Regions from separate parts of the Gossypium hirsutum genome. Here region 2 is linked to region 1. A link is a contact called in public Hi-C data. All regions are on one chromosome and are shown on one strand. The core of a region is the stretch at or near the end of the contact, and the rest is flanking DNA. Distances in the headings are between cores, read along the strand shown. Region 1 holds the start of LOC107927969 (NADH dehydrogenase [ubiquinone] 1 beta subcomplex subunit 9). Region 2 holds the start of LOC107928097 (probable LRR receptor-like serine/threonine-protein kinase At1g07650).

Region 1 (5,559 bases), core at 81-2,580:
ATCCCTCGTCACCTTTTTTTTAAAACTACCCCACTAACTAATCACATCAAATTTTTTTTCTCGGAGTTTAAAACAAAAAATAATTCACTTTGCATACGCAAGAATTCAAACACAAGACTAAAGAGTAAGTTGAAGTCTTGTCACTAAACCAACAAACTCATTCTTAATATTAGTTGAGCAAAAATAATTTATAAATCAGAGGTTCAAAGATTGAGATTTTGCAAAAATTCAAGGGAAATGATTTAAACTCAGAACCTTACACACACTACTCACATCTCTTAACCACTGAATCAGAACAAATTACTTTACATAATTTTCACAACCTTTATTCAAAATAGGGCGTGACCACTTTTGATTTCACTAACCCAATTTCTTCTAACCCGATTTTCGGGATGTGACAATGTATTCACCTGACCCACATTAAATTCTTAATATATGATTATAATAAATTACAATTTTAATGTGCAAGAAGAAAAATCGATTTATATGTATTTATCTTTTGAATAAATATAATATTTAGTACTTGAAATTGATTTTTTTAAAAATTTGATAGCTATATTTTTTGGTCCAAATTGTTATCTAAACTTGTCATACGTTATACAAATTACTCTAATATGCTAACAATATAATTTTCTTACAAGGTAACAAAATAATTAATATATAATTGATATACGAGGGATGACATGAAATATTTTTTGGCATTCTAAAAGTTCAATTACTTTTATTTTATTTCTTTTATTTTAATACAATGAGTATCTTTTATTTTAGATTTTTTAAACTCTAATTTTCTTCTTCAATCATTCTTCATGTATAGCTCAAAGTACAATTTTTTAACTTAGATTTCCTCTAATACTGATGATATTTTTGTGGAATTGAAAGCTTTTTGAAAACCAAACAATGATTTAAGCATGCGATCCCTTTTAAATTATTTAAAATAATCTTAACCCTAATGAAAAGTAAAATTCGAGCATATAATTTAGAAAATCAGTGGAAACTCCAAATAAATGTAATTATTATTGTCATTAAATTTCATTTTATGTGTCACATATCAGTCATGCATTAGTTATTTCTATACCCTTATAAAAAAAAGTAACATAGTTAATGTTTTTGGTAATTTATATAACAATTAATAAGTTTAGATACCAAATTAAAAAAAAAGTGTCAAATTTAAATATCTAATTGAATTAAAAAAATTTAAGTATCAAATTAGTAAAAAAAATCAAATTCAGGTACTAAATGGAAAAAAACTTAAATAACAAATTAAGAAAAAGTCTCAAAAATTAACACAAATTACCAGCTAAATCCCTTTTACTTTAAACGTTAAACGTTAAACGGTGTCGTTTCAAAATTAATGAGTCCGTGTGTACAGTCTTACATCAACACTTCCCCTACCAGGAACAGCGTAGGAAGAGCCAGAGAAAGAAGAGTCCAGAATCTGGGAAAAAGCAAAAGCAGCCGAAATGAGCGGAGCCACGACGGCAGCGTATTTAGCTCGAAGAGCAGCTCAGAAAGAGAGGGTTCGGATTCTCTACCGCCGTGCCCTCAAAGATACCCTCAATTGGGCCGTCCATCGCCACCTCTTCTATCAAGATGTATCTCTCAGATCTTTCCCCTCATTTTTTTTTCTTTCTTAATTGATCGATTCTTTGATTTTAAGTTTCTTTTTTGTAGGCCTCTGATCTTCGCGAAAAATTCGAAGCCAACAAGCATGTGGTTCGTCTTCATTCCTTTCCCATTTTCACATTATATCATCCTCTTTTTTTTTTAATTAATCATATTCAGTGATAAATTGTATGAAGATTTACCTACTGGGTGTTCTGTTTTTCTGTTTCTATTATGACAAAATGATCTCATTGAATTTCTGCATTGAACTTATTAAGGACTCATGTAAATGGTGATTATATTTTTAATGGTTTAACTTTGCGGTTGTTTTGGCTTTTCACTAAGTATCTTTGATGATGTTGCTTTGTATAATTTGGGTTTTTGCAGGAAGATCTTGACACAATCGACAAAATGATAGCTGCAGGTGAAGCAACCTATAATAAGTGGCGGCATCCTGATCCTTATATTGGTAAGATTACAATAGTATGTTCAATGTTGTTGGTTTTATAAGAGAACTTCTGTTTGAAGTAATGGGATATGAAACTTTTCTTTTTCTGATGCATACACTTGGTCTCTAAGATACATGCATATTACCAAAGGCAGAGTTAGTGTATTGGAAATCGAATGTCTATGTCATCTCAATAGTTCTCGCGTGGAAGGAATTTTTGTATATATACGTGTGTGTTCTTTTGAAGTTCTTGTGCAACAACTGAGAGGAAAATGGCTCAAAAAATTGACAATAGGATGAATTTTTTATGGTAACTCATTTACTCTTTGTTAGGATTTTGATTCCATCTCAGATAAATAATAGTTTGGTTATTACCAGTGAATTTTCATTGACTGTGAGAAACAAGGTATTTAGGTGAAGAGAATTGCTACCAAACTAGTACTATGGTACTTCACCTCTCCTTGCTTGGTGCCATCTACTTACATTCTTGTATTTGGTAAAAAGTACTTGGTTCTTACTGTTAAGTCTTGCTCTTGTTGTGACACTTGACTGATTGACTGCGATTTCCTTATAAGTTGCTAACTTTCCAGTTTTAAACCTGTTATGTGGTTTGAAGCTTAACATCTTAATTCCATTTGCAGTTCCTTGGGCTCCTGGTGGTTCCAAGTTCACTCGAAACCCTGTCCCGCCATCTGGGGTAATTCTTTTAGTTCCGTTCTTGCCATTTGCCAACAAATATGCTATTTCTTTGTTTTCGCATGTTTCCTCACTTGTCTGCAATTCTTGTTGTATTCTATGCATTCTTATTTTTATTTTTTTGGAGTATTCATGTGTCTACCTTTATGAATGTAAGCTATCCTTTTCTTGCTTTTAGAGTAGACATCCACTTATTTTTGTTTCTTCTTTGTTCATGGTATCTAAAAAATCCAGTATTTTAGCTGGAGAAAATTGAGATTGCACCTCTCACATACCGCACTGTTCTGTTCTGTCCATTGGCCTTCTCTACGGCTATCCAATGTTCATAGTGATTATCAACCCATCATGCTGCAGATTAGAAGAAAAGTAATTAGAGAATCCTCTTCACTTGTCTTTGTTTTGTTTCTCTATAGCAGATAGCTTCTTTCTTCCTACTATTTTAGAATCATTTCTTCCTTTGAGTATATTATTTATCTCGGTAGGTGTCAAAAAATGATCTAATTGCTGGAGAAAGATAGGGTGAAGGGAACAGGAGTGTTCATCTTGTCCTGTAATGGAGTTTCTACCCTGTTGCTTAGCTACCTGACCTAGATCCTTTTAGGAGCTTTCAAGCAACTATTAGTAAAATTCCTGATTGATTTAATTGCTTTTTAAATTTTTATCCAGTTCTGATATTTCATTCTTGATGCAGATTGAGATTTTATATGATTATGGTAAAGAAGAAAATGATTAAAACATGATCTTTTCTACCCCAACAAATAAAGGTTAGCCATTTACTTTGTTATTTAGGTTTTCTTTGTTCTTTGTATAATTCCCTTGTCAAAGTTTTGGTTTGTGTCTTACAACTTGCCACTGGTTGGTTGCGCTTTTCTTTAGAAGTTTAGTTGCGATAATCTCTTGGATTTATATTGAAAATACATACATGCAAAAATGTATTAGCAGGGTGTTATTGTGAAAATAATTTCAAGGTTTTTCGAGATACACTCTCCTGAAATCATTTAGTTTATTTAGGGAGTGATTAGTGTGTTCTTGTCTCGAAATAAATGATACTCGACATGTTAGTATCTTTTCAAATTTGAATGATATTTGCACTAAGGATCCAATCTTCTACCAAAGCATCCTCTGTTAAGAAAATGCCATGTCAAATCACGTAGGTACTAGATGCTTTGAACATTTTGTTATTTTTTGTGATGCTAAAACTTTCCAATTTTTGGTTGATTCAGGTCTAGAGACTCCTTGAGGGATTCCAACGCAAGGATTCAACAATCGTTTAGCCAAAATCACGGAACTATTCATACGCTCTTGGCAGCAACTCCTTTGTATTCATCCCAGTGAAACGTGATGAAGCTTTAATAACATTAATGTTGATGCTCCTTTTGACTTAAGTGTTGTGTCTGGTTTACGATATGAGATCATTGCTCAGATTGAAAGTACCAAATGGTTGTTGACATTTGCAAAGTAATACTATGATCATGAATCCTTTTTTGTCAAAATCTTATGTTTGCATCTTTTGTCTATATGCCTACGTTGGGTACTTGTGCATTGTGCCATTGAAGACGTTGGAATCAAAGGGTTGCAACCTATGAGCTTTCGGGCATACTGGATATAATTAGTATGAAAAAAGTTGTAGGAACCTAGTGAACCTGTTGGTACGTGTTTTTATTTTGTATCAGTAGGCTTTGAAGTGCCATATCCGGCATAACTAATGGGTATTTAAAAAAAGAAAGAGTTGAAGCGGTACTGGCTATAGTTGTTTATTATATTGGATTCAAATATGAATTTATATTCAAAATCACTATTGGACTTATTTGAATTCAGTCATTTATATCCACTGTTTAATTTTAGAAGAGTTAATTTAATAAATCCAAATATTTAAAAAAAAAATTGAATACGGAGGATATATTTAGTGAATTTGACAAACAAAATCGATTCATTGCCTAATTGGGAAGAGAGGTCAACAATTTGATATCACAAAAAAGAAAAAGAAAATGTCATTTCAAGGAGGTTTATTAGCTTCGATTCCTTAAAAACACACCACATCATGTATACTCTCATCCATACGCCATTGGATTGAATATTCATTCATTCCCTCTAAAGGGAGAAGTGACGTTTATGAAAACGTGATTCCAAATTGGAAATTTCAATTACGTTGGTGATTGATGTTTCATCTCAATTGACATCTCTGTTATTCATGTTCTTCATCTCCATGCAAATTCTATGACCTACCCACCATTTCCGCAAATGCAAATGGAATCCCATCGGTGATTCCTAGACCCAAACCTCCCATTCCAACCTTTTTATGTCATTCTAATATTTCATCTACCTTTCATATATGCCTACTCTTTGTTTCCTCTTGGGAAGACCAGCTGAGATGGATGATGATAAATTTAAGAGAAGGATGAAGAAGATGAAACGCAGGTATTCCAACCCTACGCCTGCAGTGTTGCGTATAACAGGCTCTGTTGTTACCATGGTGTTGCTCTTATTAACCATCTGCTGCGGTTTCCAATTGACCATTGAACCTGGGCGATACCGCGCCATCGGTGCTCGGGCTTTCCATGTTGGCATCTCCACCATAATCTTCGGCTTTCTCTTCCTGATCGTTGGCCTTTCCATTCTGGCTGACATGCTTTTGAATATATCAGAACAGTTGCCGGAGCTATCTGGCGTCCATCAAGGTAGGCTCACTTTCTGTTTTTATTTTTTGAGAATGAATAATCTGGGAAATTTGTGTGGGAAAATTGCTTTAAACTGCATATGGTTGGTGGATGTGTGTTCCGTGAAGCAGGACAACAGGAGACAAGGACGATGTC
Region 2 (5,386 bases), core at 2,637-5,136, 350 kb before region 1:
GGAAGTTCATAGGAGATATGTCACTAACTCATGCGACTTTCACTGATCGAGTGAAATTATGGAATAAGGAGGTTTATGGTCACATTATGCATCGGAAGTATCTTTTGAAGAAAAAGCTAGATAATGTTCAAAAGGCAATTGATCGAAGAAACTCGAACTTTTTGAATCAAGTTGAGCTTGAAATCCGAAAAGAGCTAGAGTCAGTATTACATCATGAAGAGCTTCTTTGGCGACAGAAGGCTAGGTGTGATTGGTTAGTTTTTGGTGATCGTAACACAAGGTTTTTTCATAAGCGAACCTTACAAAGAAGAAAGCACAATCGGATTTTAGCACTGAAGAATCAAGCAGGGGAGTGGATCACGGATGAAGATGCTTTGCAACAAGAAGCGGTTAACTTCTACAGGAATCTTTATGGGGAGCAACCTATTAATACGAGCAATCTTAGGTGTGGTGCTTTTCCGCCTCTAGATCAAGAGGACATCTAGTTCCTTAGTAGGCCTGTTACCGATGAGGAGATTAAAAAGGCTCTTTTTGGTATGGGGCCTTTAAAAGCCCCAAGTAGTGATGGTGTGCACGCTATTTTCTATCAGAGTCAGTGGGATTTGGTGGGCCCCTCGGTTTGTGATTGGGTTAAAAGAATTTTTTCTGGAGAAAAGATTGATTCTGACCTTAATAATTCCCTTATTGTCCTTATTCCTAAAGTACAACATCCTGAATGTTTCTCGCAATTTCGGCCATTTAGCCTTTGTTCAGTCCTTTACAAGCTTGTGATGAAAGTCATTGCTAACAGGTTTAAAATGGTCTTTCCAAAGATCATAGGTCCTGAACAAGCAGGGTTTGTCACTGGAAGGAACATATATGATAATATCATCATTACCCAAGAAGTCATTCACTCTGTGAAGAGTAAGCAAAAGAGTAAAAGGTGGATGGCCATAAAAATTGATCTTGAGAAGGCCTTTGATCGTGTTCGCTGGGATTTAATTGACACTTCTCTACAGGTTGCAGGTATTCCTAACTTTCTCCGTAATGTTATTATGTCAGCTATTTTTGGTTCAATTATGCAGGTGCTTTGGAATGGAGTGCCTTCCTAAAAGTTTAAACCAACAAGAGGAATTCGTCAAGGATGCCCTTTGTCACCCTATCTTTTTATTCTTTGTATGGAATGGCTAGGGCATGGTATTCACGCAGCGATAGATGATGGTAGATGGTCGCCCGTTCAGCTCACTAGATCAGGTCCGTCTCTTTCTCATCTCTTTTTTGCAGATGATCTGATTATTTTTAGGCAGGCAAATGAGGAATAGGCACAAATTATTAAAGACGTTTTAGGTAAATTTTGTGGCCTTTCGGGACATAAGATAAATCTTCAGAAGTCAAACATGGTGTTTCCAAAGGGGGTTGATGAAGACATTCAAAGGCATATCAGAGGAATTCTTGGGTTTCAAATGGTGCAGAATCTTGGTTCATATTTAGGGGTGCCTCTCTTTCATGAGAAGGTTACTAATAATACTTTGCATTTTGTTGTTGATAAAGTGCGAAGTAAATTGTGCAGTTGGGACGCTCGACAACTATCTCTTGCTGGCAGAATCACTTTAGCTCAAGCGGTATTACTTTCAATCCCGAGCTACTTTATGCAATCAATGTTAATCCCTAAAGGATTGTGTGATGAAATTGAAGCTATGGTTAGACAATTCATATGGGGCTCCACTAATTCTTGTAAGAAGATTGCCTTAGTTAGCTGGGATTCGATATGCCAACCCAAAGCATATGGTGGGCTTGGTGTAAGGGCTCTTCGTGATCATAATACCTGTTTCATAATGAAACTGGGATTTAAACTAATGACTGACCATTCCTCTTTATGGGTCAAGGTGTTGCGTTCCAAATATGGGGTTCAAAGCGGTCTACCAAAGTCCTTATCAAGGGGACGAGGTTCTTTCCTATGGAGATCTTTATCGAAGATTTGGCCGCTTGTACGGGAAAATTTACACTGGTCAGTTGGGGATGGGCGTATCATTAACTGCTGGATATGGATATGGATCCGTCTCTCAGCGATATGGTCACGGAGAATGGAGATTAGAATCTGGACTTTTTTCGCCTTTGGCTATCTGAAGACATCATTGAACAAATTGTAGGGATCCCGTCACCTCAACCTAATTCAGGTTTAAATAGAATTATATGGAGGGGAACTACATCGGGTGCATTTTTTGTGAAGAGTGCGTATATTAAGCTCCGTGAGCTTTCTTGGCATGGGAAAAAAGATGTTTGGAAGATACCTTGGAATTATATTGGGCTGCAGAGAGTTTGAGTGTTCATTTGGCTTGTTATTAAGCACCGTTTGCTCACCAATGTTGAAAGAATACGAAGAGGACTAGGTTCTGACACTGCTTGTAGCACTTGTGGTCATAATGATGAGAATATCCTTCATGTGCTTCGTGATTGCACAACGGCAAGGGAAGTATGGTTGCAGATAGTCCCTACAGTTATGCACTTTGTTTTTTTTGCAGGATCTCTTCATGACTGGTTAGAGCTTAACCTACGAAATCAGCAGAATGTGAAGCTAGGGAGTGGAGTCAATTGGCCTTCTTTATTCGGGATTATCATTTGGCGTTTGTGGAAAAATCAGAATCTTCATTTATTTCAAGGTCTTTCTTGCAGTACAGATGAGGTTATCAAAGCCTCCTTATGCTGGGCGAATTAGTATGTTTCAGCTTACACTGCAAGGGACACTAAACTCTCACGGACGGAGTTGGCTCCTGACTCCTTGGAGGGTTGGTTATATTTGAACACTGATGGATCGGTCAAATATGATGATTTGTTTGCTGCATCAGGAGGACTTCTGCGAGATCAGAAGGGAGCTAGGATCGTTGGCTACACGAGGTATTTGGGTAATTGTGAAGTTATTGATTCAGAACTATGGGGCATTCTAGATGGGTTGCAAATTGCCCTTGATCGTGGCTTTCAGAAAGTTCTTATTCAAAGAGACAATCTTGAAGCGGTCAACCTTATCCATGAAGGAATTCGATACGGTTCTAATTCTGCCTTAATTAGGAGAATTCTTTTGAGTTTAAAGTCACTGAGTCACTGAAATCTTCATCATATCCCAATAAAAGATAATGAAATCACTGATAAAATAGTTAAACTCAGAAGAGATAAGAAACCAGAACTGCGATTAATAGATCAGGATATTGTTTCAAGTTTACTTAATGTTTGATTTTTAAGTTGTAATTTTTTTCTACCAAAAAAAGAAGAGAAAGGGAAGTAACATGTAAAATTCTTCCACATGAAATTATATTATTAAATAGGATGATGTGGATCAAGTGTGATATGACAAAAAAAAATATTAATAATTTTGTTGACTCCTCTCAAATCTTCGAGAATCTTAATTTAAAATTGATTAATATGTATCGACGTTACTCAAATACTCTGGTCTAAATAAATTCGGGGAGGGTTTTGTTTTTAATGACTGGGGTTTCGGTCAACTGATGAGTCAGGTAGGGTCAATGTCAAACCGGTGAAGTATGAACTTATTTAATCCTAAAAGCATAAAAAATGTGATGTAACACAGACAAAGACTAAAAGAAAAATTTGGCCATCAATGGTCTGTCTAGTGTAGTTTACATCTCAATTCTATTTCTATTTATTATTTTTCCAAACCTTAACTAGTGGACAATTCATAAACTATAGGCATGTCATAATTGGTTCTTCTCCTTTACAATAAAAAGTGGGGCCTCACTTTATTTTATAAAATTTTATTATTACTTTATTACTACTAGTACTATAAACCTTCGCTGTACCTTTCGGGGTTTGTTTTTTTTTCTATGAAATGGAAATAAGTGGTAATTTTTTACTTCGGTGGACCTTTTTTGACGTGACATAGGACTTTTCTCCAACTTATCTTTTCCACATTTCCATCATTGAAATCATGAATTTCCTCATACACTTCAAAAGTTGGTTACTTAGAGCTGCATCAAAAGCTAACTTTTGAAGAGAAAATTGGTTTAGGTGAAAGAAGATTGCTTCATTTCACTAAGAGAAACATGGGCAGACTTGCTACACATCCTTCAACCATGAATATACTCTTTGGGCTCATGATTCTTACAGTCTTGATGCTCATTTGCATGGAACCAAACCAAGTTGAAGCCCAAGTGGAGCCGCCCTATCCTCCAGATTATGAAGGTAAGTTAGCACAGCTTTGCAACTTCTTTCTTGCTTCAGGTCGTGTTAAAGATGAACAGCATTTCTTTACTAGCTGATACTCTGTTCCAGTCCACTTTCCTTTTTATTGTTTCTTAACTAATCTCAACCAAACAGTAAATTGCAGGTTTGGTTCATTTGAGTATGTACTTGAGTGTGTAGATTATCCTGTGATTTGCTTGTAAATTTGTACCAACCCAGTTCTACTTCCTCCAATTGCCTCTCAAAGATTTGTTCTTTTCTTTCTGGGTTTGCAGTAAGAGCTCTTCATGAGATAGCAACAGAACTTGGGAAGAAGGATTGGAATTACAATGAAAACCCTTGCAACAATAAGTCAAGTTGGTTTACTCCACCGCCGCCGCCAAATGTGCCAGAGGCCATTAACAACAGTACTGTCACCTGCAATTGCTCCTTCCCCAATGGTGAATGTCATATTGATGGCATGTAAGTCCTTACTGATCATAATAAAATTGATGCTTATTTTAATTTCCTTAACAATAGACAGCCCTCTTTCTTTTTATTTTCAGTATGTTAACTTTGATTTCTGTATCAGTGATTTGCTTTGCTTGAATTGTCCATTTTGATTTTAGCACTATGAAATTATTACCATAGGCAAATAGAGTAAGGGTGTGCCTCATTCAAGATGAATGGCTCTATGAGTATGGCTTCTAATTCGGATACAAGTTTATCCTAATTAATCATCTCAGTCATTATATAATATCAACACTGTCATTTTCTATCACTGAAAGGGGTCTTTGAATTCTTTTTCTGCAACAAAAATTTCTCTCCTAACTATTGTGTGAGAGAAAATATATCTGGAATTTTGAATTTGACATGCTTCTAAAAACTTTGTATTCATTGGAACAGCTATCTTTTGGGGCAGGATCTTGATGGTGTTCTACCACGCTCACTTGTCAAGCTATCACATATTAAAGTATTGTAAGAAAAAAGGATACAACTGATGATTTGACTCTTTACCCAGCAAATAAGCTTCTATCTTTCTTTATAACTCCTTTTTCTGTTGCTTTTAGGGTACTATATCTGAACTATCTTAATGGCACAATACCACGTGAATGGGCTGCTCTGAAGTTGGAGACACTGTAAGCTACTAGCGCATTTCATGTTTATCCTGTTCAGAAGAAGCTTATTTTCATTCAACTGACAGCAATGGATACATTTCAGGAATGTTGCTATG

What was found. A called contact is a pair of places that touch in the nucleus more often than the background predicts.
Region 2: a Hi-C map of leaf shows a contact between it and region 1, with 1.6 times the contacts expected there. The contact joins the promoter of LOC107928097 here to the promoter of LOC107927969 in region 1. A contact is called at or near these places in 2 of 34 Hi-C or Micro-C datasets (both in leaf).

What each region holds. Positions count from the first base shown.
Region 1 is chrA12:7,413,180-7,418,738 of Gossypium_hirsutum_v2.1, reverse strand. LOC107927969 (NADH dehydrogenase [ubiquinone] 1 beta subcomplex subunit 9) reads left to right here and starts at 1,330. Exons shown (of 6, transcript XM_016859113.2): 1 at 1,330-1,592; 2 at 1,672-1,713; 3 at 1,990-2,071; 4 at 2,692-2,747; 5 at 3,438-3,510; 6 at 3,970-4,239. The coding sequence starts at 1,461. The coding sequence ends at 3,479. It overlaps LOC107927960, which reads left to right and starts at 4,689. Exons shown (of 2, transcript XM_041082608.1): 1 at 4,689-5,424; 2 at 5,532-5,559. The coding sequence starts at 5,079.
Region 2 is chrA12:7,765,337-7,770,722 of Gossypium_hirsutum_v2.1, reverse strand. It overlaps LOC107928097 (probable LRR receptor-like serine/threonine-protein kinase At1g07650), which reads left to right and starts at 3,886. Exons shown (of 24, transcript XM_016859268.2): 1 at 3,886-4,173; 2 at 4,449-4,635; 3 at 5,059-5,130; 4 at 5,223-5,291; 5 at 5,374-5,386. The coding sequence starts at 4,035.